Regions from separate parts of the Pan troglodytes genome. Here regions 1 and 2 are each linked to region 3. The links are chromatin contacts, called in public HiChIP or PLAC-seq maps. All regions are on one chromosome and are shown on one strand. The core of a region is the stretch at or near the end of the contact, and the rest is flanking DNA. Distances in the headings are between cores, read along the strand shown.

Evidence for each region. HiChIP or PLAC-seq counts read pairs in DNA pulled down with a chosen protein or histone mark.
Region 1: an H3K4me3 HiChIP or PLAC-seq map of stem cell-derived excitatory neurons shows a contact between it and region 3, with 7 times the contacts expected there. The contact joins the promoter of ZNF219 here to the promoter of RNASE4 in region 3. A contact is called at or near these places in 1 of 7 Hi-C or Micro-C datasets (stem cell-derived neural progenitor cells) and 1 of 1 datasets of contacts at active chromatin or transcription factors (stem cell-derived excitatory neurons).
Region 2: an H3K4me3 HiChIP or PLAC-seq map of stem cell-derived excitatory neurons shows a contact between it and region 3, with 4 times the contacts expected there. The contact joins the promoter of NDRG2 here to the promoter of RNASE4 in region 3. A contact is called at or near these places in 2 of 7 Hi-C or Micro-C datasets (induced pluripotent stem cells and stem cell-derived neural progenitor cells) and 1 of 1 datasets of contacts at active chromatin or transcription factors (stem cell-derived excitatory neurons).

What each region holds. Positions count from the first base shown.
Region 1 is chr15:19,486,915-19,491,440 of NHGRI_mPanTro3-v2.0_pri, forward strand. ZNF219 (zinc finger protein 219) reads right to left here and starts at 2,964. Exons shown (of 5, transcript XM_063792785.1): 1 at 2,753-2,964. TMEM253 (transmembrane protein 253) reads left to right here. Exons shown (of 8, transcript NM_001246441.1): 4 at 108-218; 5 at 307-363; 6 at 647-757; 7 at 875-1,021; 8 at 1,381-1,966. The coding sequence ends at 1,500. It also overlaps the pseudogene LOC104001964.
Region 2 is chr15:19,408,971-19,413,957 of NHGRI_mPanTro3-v2.0_pri, forward strand. NDRG2 (NDRG family member 2) reads right to left here and starts at 1,609. Exons shown (of 15, transcript NM_001195153.2): 1 at 1,571-1,609.
Region 3 is chr15:19,137,194-19,141,702 of NHGRI_mPanTro3-v2.0_pri, forward strand. It overlaps RNASE4 (ribonuclease A family member 4), which reads left to right and starts at 2,989. Exons shown (of 1, transcript NM_001009107.1): 1 at 2,989-3,432. The coding sequence starts at 2,989. The coding sequence ends at 3,432.

The DNA of each region.
Region 1 (4,526 bases), core at 1,714-4,213, 350 kb after region 3:
TTCCTCCACCCTGCATTCAATCCCATTTCCTGATCTCTAAAGAGGTAGGAGTTATGAGGAGGGAATCCCTGACAGTTCCTCCCCAATTACCCTACCCTTACCCCCAGGTGAGCCAGCTATGGCTGGCAGTGGTTGTGGTGCCCCTTGCTGTCTCAGTCGCCTGCCTGAACTCTGATTGTCACATGGCCACAGCGCTGCCTCTTGGGCCTGGAGCCTCAGTAAGACCCACCACAAGGGAGGGTGGAAGGTCCCAGGGCCCCTTCCTAACGGGACCAGAGCTCAACACTTGCCCTTCTCACCATTCAGGGTCTCCTCACTGGGACTGTCACTCTGGAGCTTCGCAGAGCACCCCGCCTCTGGAAGGTGAGAGGGAAGAAAACGCAGCACTGTCCTCCCACTCCCTAAAACAGACACCTACAACCCTCAGCCTAGGAAGTAAGTGGCTAAGTGTTGACTCATTCTCTCAGCTGTCACCACTGACTGGCCTCAATGACTGAGGAGGAAAGCAAAAAAGTTAGAGGGCTTATGGCCCTGTTTGGAGGCTGAGAAGCAGAAGCTGAGTTTTGTCTTCAGCTAGGCTGCAAGTGGGGATTGAGATTGGAATGACTCCCCTAGGCTGGGCAGGGCTGAGCTGGCTCACTGGCAGGTGCGGGCCATGATGATATTCAACACCTTCAACTTGATCTTGGGTTTCATCGTGGTGGTGGTCGAGGTGATGAAGACAGCCTTGGGGCCTGCCCCAACTGCCTCCTCCCAGGTACTGGTCAATGAAGGAGAAGGTGGGAGGATAAGGAGGCAAGAGGAGGTGGGAAGGGAAAAGGGCAGGGGCAAACAGGTGCGGGGTCCCTGCATTCTCAGCCCTGTCTACCTGCAGCATGCCGGCTTGCTGGTGCTGGAACTCAGTGCTGAGGCCTTCACCCTAGGGGGAGTGCTGGTCTCAGTGCACGCCCTATTCTTGCTGAGCCAGAGGAAACCAGGATGCTGCAGGAGCCAGAGTCTGCACTATCAAGAGCTGCAGGAGGTATGGGGGAAGGGAAGAAAGCACGAATAGCTAGCTGCCAACTAATTTTTCCACTGGCTATCCTGGTCAGTGGCACTTAAGGGAAAACAATGGGGCAGGAGAGAAAAGAAGAGGTCCTAGAATGAAACTGATTGGCTTTCTCTGGCTTTGAACATTTCTCCCCTAATGGTGGGTAAGAGGGAATTGGGAATCCAAATGATTGAGGTTAAAAGAGTGGGAAAGCATTAGGAAGCTGCCTAAATATTGGCAGGACTATGGGAAACAGGATAAAAAATTGGGCAGGAGGAAGCAGTTGTTTCTGTCTGGGGTTTCTCCTTTCTCACCTCTACAATTTGCTCACACCTGTCTCTGGTTTTCAGGGCTTCTCTGAGTTGGAAGAGGTTCCTGGTTTGGAGAATGGTCCCACGGTGGCCAGCACAGGAGCAAATGAGAGGGCGGGACAGCGGGAACAGACACGTGCTGCTCTCCTTCCACCCTGAGAGAATGCTCTCCAGACATTCCTGCATCCCACCCCACCAAACTCAGAAGCTTGCTGGGATCCTTCGAGTCCAATAGGAAGTCCGGGAGTGCCTTCAGTTTTCACTCAGAGCAGGCCCTTTTTTCGTTCCTTCCTTGTTAGGGGAAGATACACCTGGACGAGAATATATTCTCACCTCACCACCCTGAAAAGCTGCTTTCTCCCTTCCATCCATATCCTCTCTTCCTGTCACCTCCCCATACAGCTTCACATTTGCCTCATCGCACTTTTCTTTTCTGTCCACCTTTCATAATCCCATCCACTCCAAATCCCGGACCCTGCACACGCCAACTCCCTGAATCCAATTCAGGAGTGCCCCAGTTCCCCTTTCGATCCATCTCCTTTCTACTGTAGCGGAGACTACAAGTCCCAGGATGCCCCGCTAGCCCGTGACCGGCTAGGAAATAAAGAGCCTTCTCTCCGCGGTAGGGGCGCTGTTGGATGTGCTGAGTGACGCGAGGCGGGGAAGTCGGGGCCTAGCCTGGCGCTTTCTCGGACGCGACCACTGGCCCCGCGTTCGGGGAGGAGCCGGGCGGGCGGTCCTGCACTGGCGTGCCGCTCCCCCAGCCACTGCAATAGAGAGCTGGATCTGGGTCCCCAGCCCTGCGCTGGCAGCTTCAGAGACTGGCGAGGGCTCGGAGCTGACGCTTGGCAGAGCTGGGGCTTCCCAGATGCTGTCGCCGCACCCCCTCGCAGGAGGGCCCAGGTCCGAAGTCCTGAGACTTGGAGCGCGCGCGAGAAAGGGGTTGGAGATGATGAGTCAGAAGCGCGGGGCCTTTCTCGTCCCCTCCCCTAGGGCCTGGGCGCTGAAGATGGACAGGCTCGCTGGGCAGGCGGGTAGATAGGGCAGGCAGAGGGAGGGACGCTGCGACCCGCGTCTCTCCCTAACGCTTTCCCGCCTCTTGCGAGCACGCCGGTGTAACGAGCCCGCGCTGCCGCCACCCTTTATCTCCAACGCGGGAGCGGGACTGCGCAGGCTTGGCCTCTGGGCTGACCCGCCGACCTTTGATCTCGGCTGCGGTCGGGTTGCTGAAGTTCTGGCTGCGTTCACCCCCACCGTTGACGACCTTTGCAAGTGTGCAAAGATGACAGGCTCGCTTGGGCTTGGGAAAAGCCCGGGAGAACTGGGAGTCCCACTAGCAGCAGCAGCTGGGCAGCTTGCTGGCCGCTAGAAACTAGAAATTGACCACAGCTGGAGTACCAAGAGAACTCACCCCAAATTCACATAGTGCCCGGGATGGCTGCTCGCCTCACACTCATTTTTGTTCCCACTTGAGAAGGCTTCTTTCCCTAGAGAATGCTGCTTCTCCCGGCCTAGCCAGGGCCAGGCACCAGTGAGGATAGAGCGCGGCCTGGCTGCCTTGCCTTGACATTGCAGTGGCGTCCGCTGCAGCTCTTTTCTGTTTGTGACACCATGGAAGAGTGGTAATAATCTTCCTATGACAAGGTTAAGTGTGAGTACTAGTGGGTGGGGACAGTTCTGGGATCAGGCTCTGGAATGGAGAAAAGATCTAGGCCTTCTGCATTTCTTCCTCTCCCCCAGTCTAATTGCCAGAATAATGGAGAGCTCATGTGTGCAGGGCCGAGAAAACAATAATTTTCTTGAAAGTCAGAAGGTGGTGGTAGATGAGGAAGCTGAGGGAAGAAAATTAACAATTTGTTCTGTTTTCCAGGTTTTAGTGATGTGATCAGATTAGATATTGCATTCTAGTTCCAGAGAAGCTTGATGACCATGGAAATTAACCTCTATCAGTCAGATTAGGCTAGGCTCTGCTGTGGTAAATGCCAAAACCACAGTGGCTTAAAACCACAAAGGTTTATTTCTCATACTACGTGTCCAGAGTAGGCTGGCAAGGGGTTCTGTTCATTGCAAATGTTTCCTCCCAAGCTCATGGAGCGCCACCATTTTGAGATCCTACCCTGTCCCTATGAAGGTTAAGGTTACCCGCCCCGCCGCCCCCCCCCCCCCCCCCCCCCGCCTCAGAATGTGAAGTAAGCATGAAGAATTGTTCATGGACTCTTAAATGCTGCCCTGAAGTGATACATTCATGTCACTTCCACCCATGCAATGGCCAAAGCAAGTCATATAGCCACACCCAACTTAAGGAAGGCCAGAAGGGCAATGCCTGCAAGGAGAGGGGAAGCAGAAATACTTCATTAAAAGAAACATAGTTGGGCGGGCTCGGTGGTTCAGGCCTGTAATCCCAGCACTTTGGGAGACCAAGACGGGTGGATCACCTGAGGTCAGGAGTTCGAGACCAGCTTGACCAACATGGTGGCCGTGTCTATTAAAAATACAAAAATTAGGCCGGCATGGTGGTGGGTGCCTGTAATCCCAGCTACTCGGGAGTTTGAGGCAGGAGAATTGCTTGAACCCAGGAGGCAGAGGTTGCAGTGAGCCAAGATCGCACCACTGCACTCCAGCCTGGGAGACAAAGCGAGACTCTGTCTCAAAAAGAAAAAAAGAAATGGAATTAATAATTTGTGGTGATTTTTGAACAGCTTAGCAGTTGAAATTTATCTGTTCCAGCAGTTATGCCCATACCTACTTCTTTGGTTTGGTTTCATGAACCCCTAAGTTCTTACTAGAAATTTTTCCTCAAAAAAATAATAGGACTGGGACTCAGGAAACCTAGATTCTAATTTTGTTGCTTGGGCAAGTCAAACCTCTCTGAACTACATTTTGTGCACTTGGAGGTTATGGTAATAATATTTATTCTGTCTACCTTACTGGAGTATCAAGGCTAAAATAAAATCACACAAGGAAAAGTACTTTAAAACTATAAACCACTTCAGGGGTTGAAAATAAATTGCCTGCAGAGGTAAGAAGTAGTTTAAATGATAATTTCTTGAAACTCAAGAGCCAGTTCAGCTATAGTTCTTCAATCATCAGTCTGCATTAGATAAACATAGTAGGAATTCAGGTTTTGGATATATGTTACAGTTCATGTAGACCTTGCAAAGTCCAAGAGTCTTAGATTAAATATT
Region 2 (4,987 bases), core at 359-2,858, 270 kb after region 3:
GGGCCTTTCCTGCCCCCAGCTCCGTTTCCAGGCTGATCGGTGGAAGCTTTGGAAGAGGAATCAGGACAGCCCTTCTCTTGATACTCACCATCCCCACTGCCACCCTCAACACCCACACCTCCAGACCCCCTCCCTCCTCTGCCCTGGACCAAAATACCAGGGTGGGGCAGAAGTGTAGCTCAGATTTCTCAGGCTATATTTAGGGGCCACCCCACACTCTCAGGTAGGGAGTGAAACTTGTAGCTCAGTGACTGAGTATTCTAAAGGACAGGGTACCAAAAGACGGGACTGTGAGAGTTCACAATTGACCATGACCTTCAATTAAAGCCCCAAAGTCGGCAGCTCAAAGGGGGCTAAAAATGACCAAAGCAACATGACCAATGGGGGAGGTGGGGAAAACAACATAAAAGGGACATCTGTCCAACCAACCCAATGCCTCCCTTCCTCCCAAGACTCTTCCTCCCAACTCTGAATAAACTCCGCAAGTTCAACATTAGTGGGTGAGGAGCAGAGCACCTGGACAGACCTGCACAGGAAGGAGCCTGCAGCCTGCGGGGTGGGGTCACTTACTGGGCTCCTATTGGCTGGATGCAGTGGGATTAGGGGTCAGGGTTCTCACTCCTTCTGACTCTGGGGTCTGAGAAAACACAGCAACGAGGTGAATGACATGGGAGACAGACCTGGGGTCTTTTAGGGACGGAAAGCCTCAGCCAAGACCCAGACTCCCAGGGTCATCAACCTCCTCGGGTCACTAACCCTCCCCAGTGTCTGTCTACCCCTAAGTCCAGAGAACACGTCCTCTCTAGGCTCGAGCCGGAATCAATATAGGCTACAAGGGCATCAGTTCAGGCTGCCCGGAGGAGAGAAGGAAGTGCTGATGTGGAGGTAAGAGGGTGGCCCTGTCAGAACCTCCGGATTCGAATCCCGGCTCTGCCACTCCCAGTGTGACCTTGCCCCAGTTAGTTACTACATTTGGCCTCAATTTTCTATCTGCAGGGGGGACTAAACGCGGGGGAATAGGGGATCCCCAAAATTTTTGACAGCTCTCCAGTAAGAGGAGGGTAGCAGAGCATGGCTGTTTCCCTCCACAATTTAAAAACAAACACAAAGATTGGTGCCGTCGCTTCTCTCCTTTACTCAGTCTCCGTGTAGGTCCCACGAGTGGAGAAAGGGAGAGGAGAGCGGTCCCACAATCTTCTCCCGTTCTCCCCCGACGGCCCGCGAAGGCAAGCGCCATCGGGAAGGGATGGGTAGGACAGAGGAGACCGGCCGGGCCCAGCACCCGGAACCCGTCCCTACGAGTCCCTACGCAGCCCGTCCGCGTGGAGACTGACACCCTTGCGTGGCCGGTGCCAAGCGCCCCGGACCTTGCACACAACCTCGCGCGCATCCCAAACACGCCCTGCCGCTCTTGGAGCCTCAGCCTTTGTGCGCAGCAACCGAGCGCCCCCTCCGTGCTGGCCCTTTCCCCCGAGCCTCCAGCTCCAGGGGACGCGGATCAATCACACCGCCCACCGGCCCGGCTGGCGCCTTCCAGGCCCTACGGCCCCTCGCCTGCCCCTCCCCCTACCTGCTGCCGCCGCGGCCGCTTCCACCTTCACTTGCCTTTGACTCGGGCCCGCCCCGGCTCGGGCTTCCCGCAGACCCGCCCCCGGCCCGCCCCAGCCCGCCCACGGGCGCTAGGCTCCCCGCAGACCCGCCCCAGACCCCCGGTAAACACGCCCCCCCTTTCACCCCGCCCAGACTGCCGCTCAGGAAAGGGTTGTGCTGGGGCCGGGGGGCGAGGGGCGGGCGGCTGGACGCTTCCAGGCTCTGCTCGGTTCACCAAAACATTCCACCACCCCCTCCCCGCATTGGGGCGGTGTGGGGAGTGCGGGGAGTGCGGGGATCCCTCAGCCCTGCGAGGGATCCCTCGGCTGCCCTCAGCACCGCCCCCATCCACGACCTGGATCTGCAATTCGCACTCTGGCTCCTTCCTTCGCCCCCAGACTCAGTGGTGGGAACCGGTAGTGGGGAGACGAACCCGGGATACTGACACCCCACGAGTTCGACTCCCCCCGCCCGAACACAGAGAACTAGATTAAGAAAGGAGGAGGTGGGCGGGACCGCCGCTGAGGAGGCGGGGGTCTCGCCGGCTGGCAAGGGCAGGTGTGCTGGCGCCGAAAGGGGGCACGGGGGAACGTCGAGGGCGCAGGAGTTCCGACTCCCTCGTGCCCACAGTCCTGGTACCTCTCCTCTCTTTGCTGCGTCCCGACGCCTGCTCTCCGGCTGCTCCGGGAGAAGTTGGACAACAAGGCGGGGAGGTGGGGGCGGGGAATGCGGGGGGCCGCTATAAATAGAGGGCGATCGCGGGCGGGCGGGGGATGGGGAGAGGATGGCCAACAGGGACTCTGGGGTCAATGCCTCAAGGGGCGCGGGGGAGGGGCCAGGGACCCCCAGAGGCTCTGACTCCTGGGTAAACAGGCGCAGGGGCGGAGTTAACCCTGCGGGGGTGGAGTAGGGGCTTGGGGAGGACGCAGTGTCCCGGGCTGGGACCCAAGAGACCCTGTGGCTTCGCCGCTAACCCCTCCCAGTCCGGCCCAGAAAAGGAGACCAGCTCAGGCCCGCTGAATCGCAATGCCCAGGGGATGGTCTCAGGGTCTGCCGCGTCCCTCTCGGTGCCCGAGTGGGTTTGCCACTGTAGACTTTACACACACGCACACGCACACACACACACCCTGGAATGAGCTCTCCTTGTGCCCCTCAGAGGAAGGCTCCCTGGAATGAGTTAGTTGATTAGATAATGTGGCTTAAGGGAATTCGAAGTCGTTTAGGCAAAAGGAAGCCTGACTGAATTTCTCCCCACCTACCCCCCTTGTAGCTCCCCCAATCCCAGGATCATATCCACCCCAACCCCCTTCAGACTGGTTCCTGAGTTGCCATTTCGGGGGCTGGGCGCCAGGCCAGTCAGGAACAATGGCCAATGGAACTTGAGCTGCCAACTGCAACACCAGCACCGACTGCCCCCCCAAGACCCCCAAGTTTCCCTGCCCCCTCCTGCCTGGGAACCACCCTCCCACCACCACCCTCACCACCCGCAATACCCCTCCCATCCAAGGAACATCAATGCCCCTTTCATCCCCACTTGGCAGGGTCTACTGGAAAGAAGGAGAGGCCAAGAGGGAGGAGGTGACCCACAGTAGGAAAACTGGTCGGGCTAAAACCCAGCCTTCAACAACCCCAAATCTAAGGAGCTCCCCCTACATCCCCCAATTTGGAGCACCCAACTTTTCTTCTGTTCCTTTCTCCCACTCCCTTTATAACTTTTTCCCCAGAAACTGGCACAGAAGCTGGGCACCCTGGCTCCTCTCCTAGTCCCCTCTTCCCTCTGGATGCCAGTTTAACACTCTCCTGGACAAGGAAAAGCCTGCTGGAATAAGGGTCACAGCCAAAGGTGCGCAAGACAGGAGAGATCTCATCAGCACCAGAGGAACCTGGGGAGAGGGAGAGCCTCGAGTGAGAACTTTTGCCTGCAGGCTTTTCTTTGACAAAAGTCGTCTTACTTGGAGTGGGGGAGGGAAGGACCTGAAGGTTCCAGCATCTAAATTCGTCTCTGGGTCAGGATGACTCAGGGGGAACCTGATAAGGGGCCTACGCAGGGGCGCAGGGCAGGCAGGAGATGGGAAATTTCCACTGACATCCATTGGCTTCCTAGACCTTGGGGTCCCACCCAGCCTGCTGCAGGCAGAAGTAAGGCTGGTTCTACCCTAAGATACGGTTCTTCCATGTCAGGGCAGCTCCCAGCCCAACCAGGGTGTAAGTGTTGCAAGGACAATCTCTCTCTAAACTCTTTCCCTTTGGCCAGAGCAGCTTCACACTATACCTTCAAGTAAGCAAAAGTTTTAAGTATCTGTTATGTGCAAGCCACTGTGTAGATGAAATTCAAAGTGTGCATCTGGTCACACCCTCTCTAGACATTTGTGATGAGAAATGACATTTTGACATTTGTCAAGAGAAGGTACAAACACAGGACAAGTTATATATAAGATCAATCATTTGGACAGTAAGTCCTGTAGCAGTAGTTTCCCACCCTTCTCAAGTGGGAGATTAGAGATTTCCAACCCCACATAATAGTTTTAGTATCCCCTGATGGAGAAAATACAAACTATGAATTCATCAATACTTTGAAGTAAGTTTCTGTCACAACATCTGTAAATGCAGTAATACCTACACATGCAAGGCATATTATTTACTCAGTTCACACTCACTCTTTATACATACAGATTCTAGGGCCCTTTGCAAGATTTCAGAAATCCTCACGCCAGGAGGCTGTGGCCCACAGTCTAGAAATCATTATCTTACTATAATTCAGAGAAGGAAAAGGGCTTTGTTCCTAGGATGAACCACCAAAATGAGAAGTGCAACCATGGAATACTTGAGTGGGAGTGAGGGACATTCTATCCAGGCAGAGAGCATGAAGGACAGTTTGGAGGCAGAAACATTCAGGTTACTTTGGAGAACTGAATAGTAGCTTCCCATATATTATCCCCTAATACCGTAAGGTTAGTGTTATCGTCCTCACTGTACAGATGAGAAAATTGAAACTCAGAAATGTTAGTGAGTTGCCCAAGTCCACTCAGCTAGTAAACGACATATCTAGGATTCATTTCCCCACCCAGGTCCATTCCTCTCCAGGGACTATGCTCCTTCCACACCAAGTAGCCTGTCAAGTGTATAGCAATTAGGCCATATGACCCCAGCTAAAGAATAATCTGGTTCTTAGGTTTTTTGTTTCTTGGGGATTTTTTGTTTTGTTTTGTTTTGTTTTTGAGATGGGGTCTCACTCTATCAGCCAGGTGGGAGTGCGCTGACACAATCCTAGTTCACTGCAGCCCCAAACTCCCGGGCTCAAGCAATCCTCCCACTTCAGCCTCCTGAGTAGCTGGGACTACAGGTGCATGCCACCACTCCCAACTAATTTTTTTATTATTATTTATTTATCTAGAGA
Region 3 (4,509 bases), core at 1,739-4,238:
TCACAGGCAGGTCATTTTATCCTGAGTGAATCAATTGAAGAATTGAAGTACTGGTCAGCTGTGATTGTTGGCTTTGCAAGGAAAAAGAAGGAACACTCCAAAATGCTAAGTGCTTTGAAGAATAGTGACATGCAAGGAAGAAAATTCCATGCAATTTGGAGAAGAAAAATTTTTCTAGGAATCTAGTAGCTGAGATATTTTATAGTTTAAAAACAGACTTCCAATATCTTGAGAATACAGTTAGCTCTACGAAATAAAGAGGAGTCAATAATATATGCAACTCTGTAGTCATTCATTATTTTATCCAGATTGACAGAAGCAGAGGAAACCAAGAAAAATGGAAGTGGTAAAAAAAAAAAATGCAGCAATTGCCAACATTTACTGAGCATTTACCATGTGCTAGGCCTTGTTATAGGCACTTAGATTGATTTTCTTTTCATAACATCCCTAAGAGGTAGGTATTACATGCTCATTTTGCTTATGAGGAAATCTGCTGAGAGAGATTAAGTAATTTTCTCATGGTCACAGCCTCAGTCTTTTAGACCACAGTGTCAAAAGAAGTTCTTACTGTGAGTCAGGGTGGTGCAATGGAGAAAGCGTTTGGGGAAAATCCTGACCCAAAAGTGTGTGTTGGGATGATGTGGAGATCATTCAATTTTCTCTTGTAGCTACAGCTTTGAGATGCACCCATTGGTATCCACACTGGCCTGCTGTCCTCAAATATTTCTCTATGTCTTGTTTACTTGAGTAGTGTAGAAAAGCTGACGTCCTGGGTCTGCTCTCGCATGCATAGGTGAGGTTTTCTCTGTAGCTAGTTATCTTGCTAAACCATATTTTTGGTCACAAAGAATCAGGATGAGAGAAAGTAGATAAAACCATGGAAACTCGAGGTGCCACCGGAAAAGCAAACCAAAGTATATTGATCTGCTGAAGCTATAATCCAAGTACTAAGTATACCTTCAGAAGTTGTATGCATTGTTCTTGGGGCAAAAAGGAAATCAAACATCTGCCCTTCCTCCCACAATCTCTTTACTTCCCTCTCTTCCTAACACTGTATCTCACATCTACAGCTGCAGGCACACAGATATGACATACAGCTTGATATCTTTATGTGCAAAGGCAAAAGATGGCTATGGATATAGGAGATGGCATTTAAAAGAACAATATCCATGTTTGATACTGCTTTCATTATCAATAATGAAAAGGTAGCCTTTCAGCAGAACAAAGTAAGGTACAGGTCGTTTGGAAGCCATTTCAGTCATTCACACAGTGTGATCCACCATTACGAAGGAGAATTTGAAATCAAAAGACAATAGTACCCATATACATCAAACTAGGAGCTCAACTGGGGTCAGTCCTTGGACGGCACATACAGAGTTGGGCTGCCTGACTCTCAAAACATTGCCCTTGCTAATTTGCGTTGCTCACTTCCTATTGAATCAGGGATGATTTTTCTTTGCTGTAGTGAATCAGCCCTGCTACACTGCAAGAATCAAGCCGATTTACAATTCACATCAATTCCAGGAGTGACGGCCAGATGGCAGCATCTGGCTAGTCAGTTGGTGAGTGAGTCCACCTCCAATCTTGATTAAACTCTGCTGCTGGGAAGTAGCAATTCTGAGCATAAATGTCTTTGATATCCTGAATATTTGGGGCGTGGGATGAGAGAGGCAGTAGAGGATAGTGGAAAGACCACAGGGTGTAGACTAAGATAGGCCTGGATTCCTTTCTTTAATCTGTCAACGAAAGCAATGAATGTTCTGAAACTACATGGCAATGCTTTTTTTGTTGCTGCTCTGGCTTTTTTTTAATGCTATAAAATATATGCTTATTTTTCATTGCCAAGAGGTGACAACACAATGATGCTGCAACCAGAGAAGACAGACAGCTACCAACAACTATTGACAAGACAGGAGGAACATCAAGAATAGATGCAAGACAAAGCAATGTATCTCCATGGCCTAGATTTTTTAGGTTATTCATAGAAACAGCAAGGAGAAGAAGACACAATCCAAGTTTTCTTTTGAGGATATTGTGCTGTTTAAATTTATTTTTTAAACATTTCTTAGCTTCTCTTATTAGTCAATTTCATAAGCCTGGGAAACACCTTTACTCTATCCATTTAATTGCATTTGTTCATTAGCTTACTCATTTCACTTATTAGTTCATTCAAACAGTAGCTATTATCAACTGTCTTCTAAGAACTGTATCTGGGTACTCTGGTTTTGCTTTTTTTTTTTAAATAGAAGTAAAAGGATTTCCAAAAGGACCTGATTTTACATTAGAATTAGAATAATACATTTTAAATTAATGTATAACATATATTATTCTAGAATTAGAATAGATTTTAAATCAAATTAGAATAATAGCCACATGACCAAAAAGAAAAGAAAAATAATAAAATTAATGACAAAGAAAAACAAGTCATATGAGAGGAAAGGCAAAGCCTAAATATTCCTCTGTCCTCTTCCTCCACCTAGATTCCCAGATGTAAGGTATTAAAAGTAGTTTGTAAACTTTCTGTGACTTATCCTGAGTCCATCCAAACTGTCGGGAATTGGAGCCTCCCGGGAACCAAACACTCCCCAAAGATCATACACCTACGGAATTCCCCCAAGAGACACACAACTGCAGTTTCATGTAGGTTCACCTTTTTCTCTCTTTTTATACTCTGACCACACAAGCCTGGCAGCCACGCAGTCAGTCCCTGCCCTGTGTCATTGTACTGGCTACAGCAACTTCTCTCTGTAAATGAGAAAGGTCTTGCTTTCAGAAAAGATCATGTTTGCAAACTACTCACTCTTGAGGAAGCAAGGGTGGGAAAAGTAGCAGAGATGAGTGGGGAGATGGTGCATATAAGAAGGAGGAAAGAGGAGACTATGGAGTCAGGATGCCAGCTTACTATTCTCAACACCTTTTTCCAGTGCCCAGTTCTTACCTTATTTCTCCTGCCCCTTGCTTTCTTTTCTAGGCACCTCTAAGATACTGATGGCTCTGCAGAGGACCCATTCATTGCTTCTGCTTTTGCTGCTGACCCTGCTGGGGCTGGGGCTGGTCCAGCCCTCCTATGGCCAGGATGGCATGTACCAGCGATTCCTGCGGCAACACGTGCACCCTGAGGAGACAGGTGGCAGTGATCGCTACTGCAACTTGATGATGCAAAGACGGAAGATGACTTTGTATCACTGCAAGCGCTTCAACACCTTCATCCATGAAGATATCTGGAACATTCGTAGTATCTGCAGCACCACCAATATCCAATGCAAGAACGGCAAGATGAACTGCCATGAGGGTGTAGTGAAGGTCACAGATTGCAGGGACACAGGAAGTTCCAGGGCACCCAACTGCAGATATCGGGCCATGGCGAGCACTAGACGTGTTGTCATTGCCTGTGAGGGTAACCCACAGGTGCCTGTGCACTTTGACGGTTAGATGCCACCGTGTAGGGATTATCGCGAGTGGTTGACCTTACACTTAACTCCTTAAATAGCAGTGAGTAATGCATTTGAGCTGTCCCAGGCTCTGTCTCCTCAGCTCATTTCTTACTCTTTTTCTCTATATAACTCATTCTATTAAATACATTGCACCAAAGAGAAATGGAGACATAAACCTATAATGAATGAGGCTGGGCTTTTCTGTAATAAGCTTCCTTTTATAATACTGGTCAGCTTAGCTCTCTCAGATCCTATCCTGTGGAATTTAGTTATTATGTATATTTATGTAGTATTTCAAACATTTCAAAATGCTTTCATCTATGTTTATCACATTTTAATACCACAGCACTTATAATGATGTCACTACATATAGAAGCTCAAAGTTAAGGGATTTGCTGAAGACTATAAAGTTAATGGAAGAATTGAGACAAAAATCCAGTGTAGCTGGCCACTTATCCAGGGCTTTTTCTACTTCATCACAAGGAATGTTTTGAAAGTGTCTGCTTTTTTTATCCTTAAAATTCACCTGTCAGGGAGGCATTAAAAATTTGGAAATGTATGCCAGCAAAATGTGAGCTCTGTATTTTTTGGCATTCTTATGTTTGGGTTGAATAAGATTAAGAAAATGATACTGGGAATTTTCTTTTTCCTGAAACTTTGAATCACCCTAGTAAGTCAAAGTACTAAAAAATGTACTAGATCATTAAGACTTATGTGCTCTTACTGATTGAAAGATTTTTTATGTTTTCCTTGTAATAAAGGACTTAAACTGAAGGTACCTGAGAAGACTGTGCTATGGTATTATTTCTTTTTCTCCGATTTTTAAATTCTTCTCTAGTTTATAAACATGCATGCACCTTAATAACCTCATAAACTCTGGTCAAAGACTAATAACTATCAGATCCATGACCACAACACAGAAGATTTGTCTCATTTACTCCAGAGAGAATGATTCCTCTCAAAGACAATTCTCACAGCTCTTCCTTCTCCCTTAGAATATTTAGAAGCAAATTAGGGAGCTGTCAGGCCTCTGATCCCAAGCCTGCACATATACATCCAGATGGCCTGAAACAAC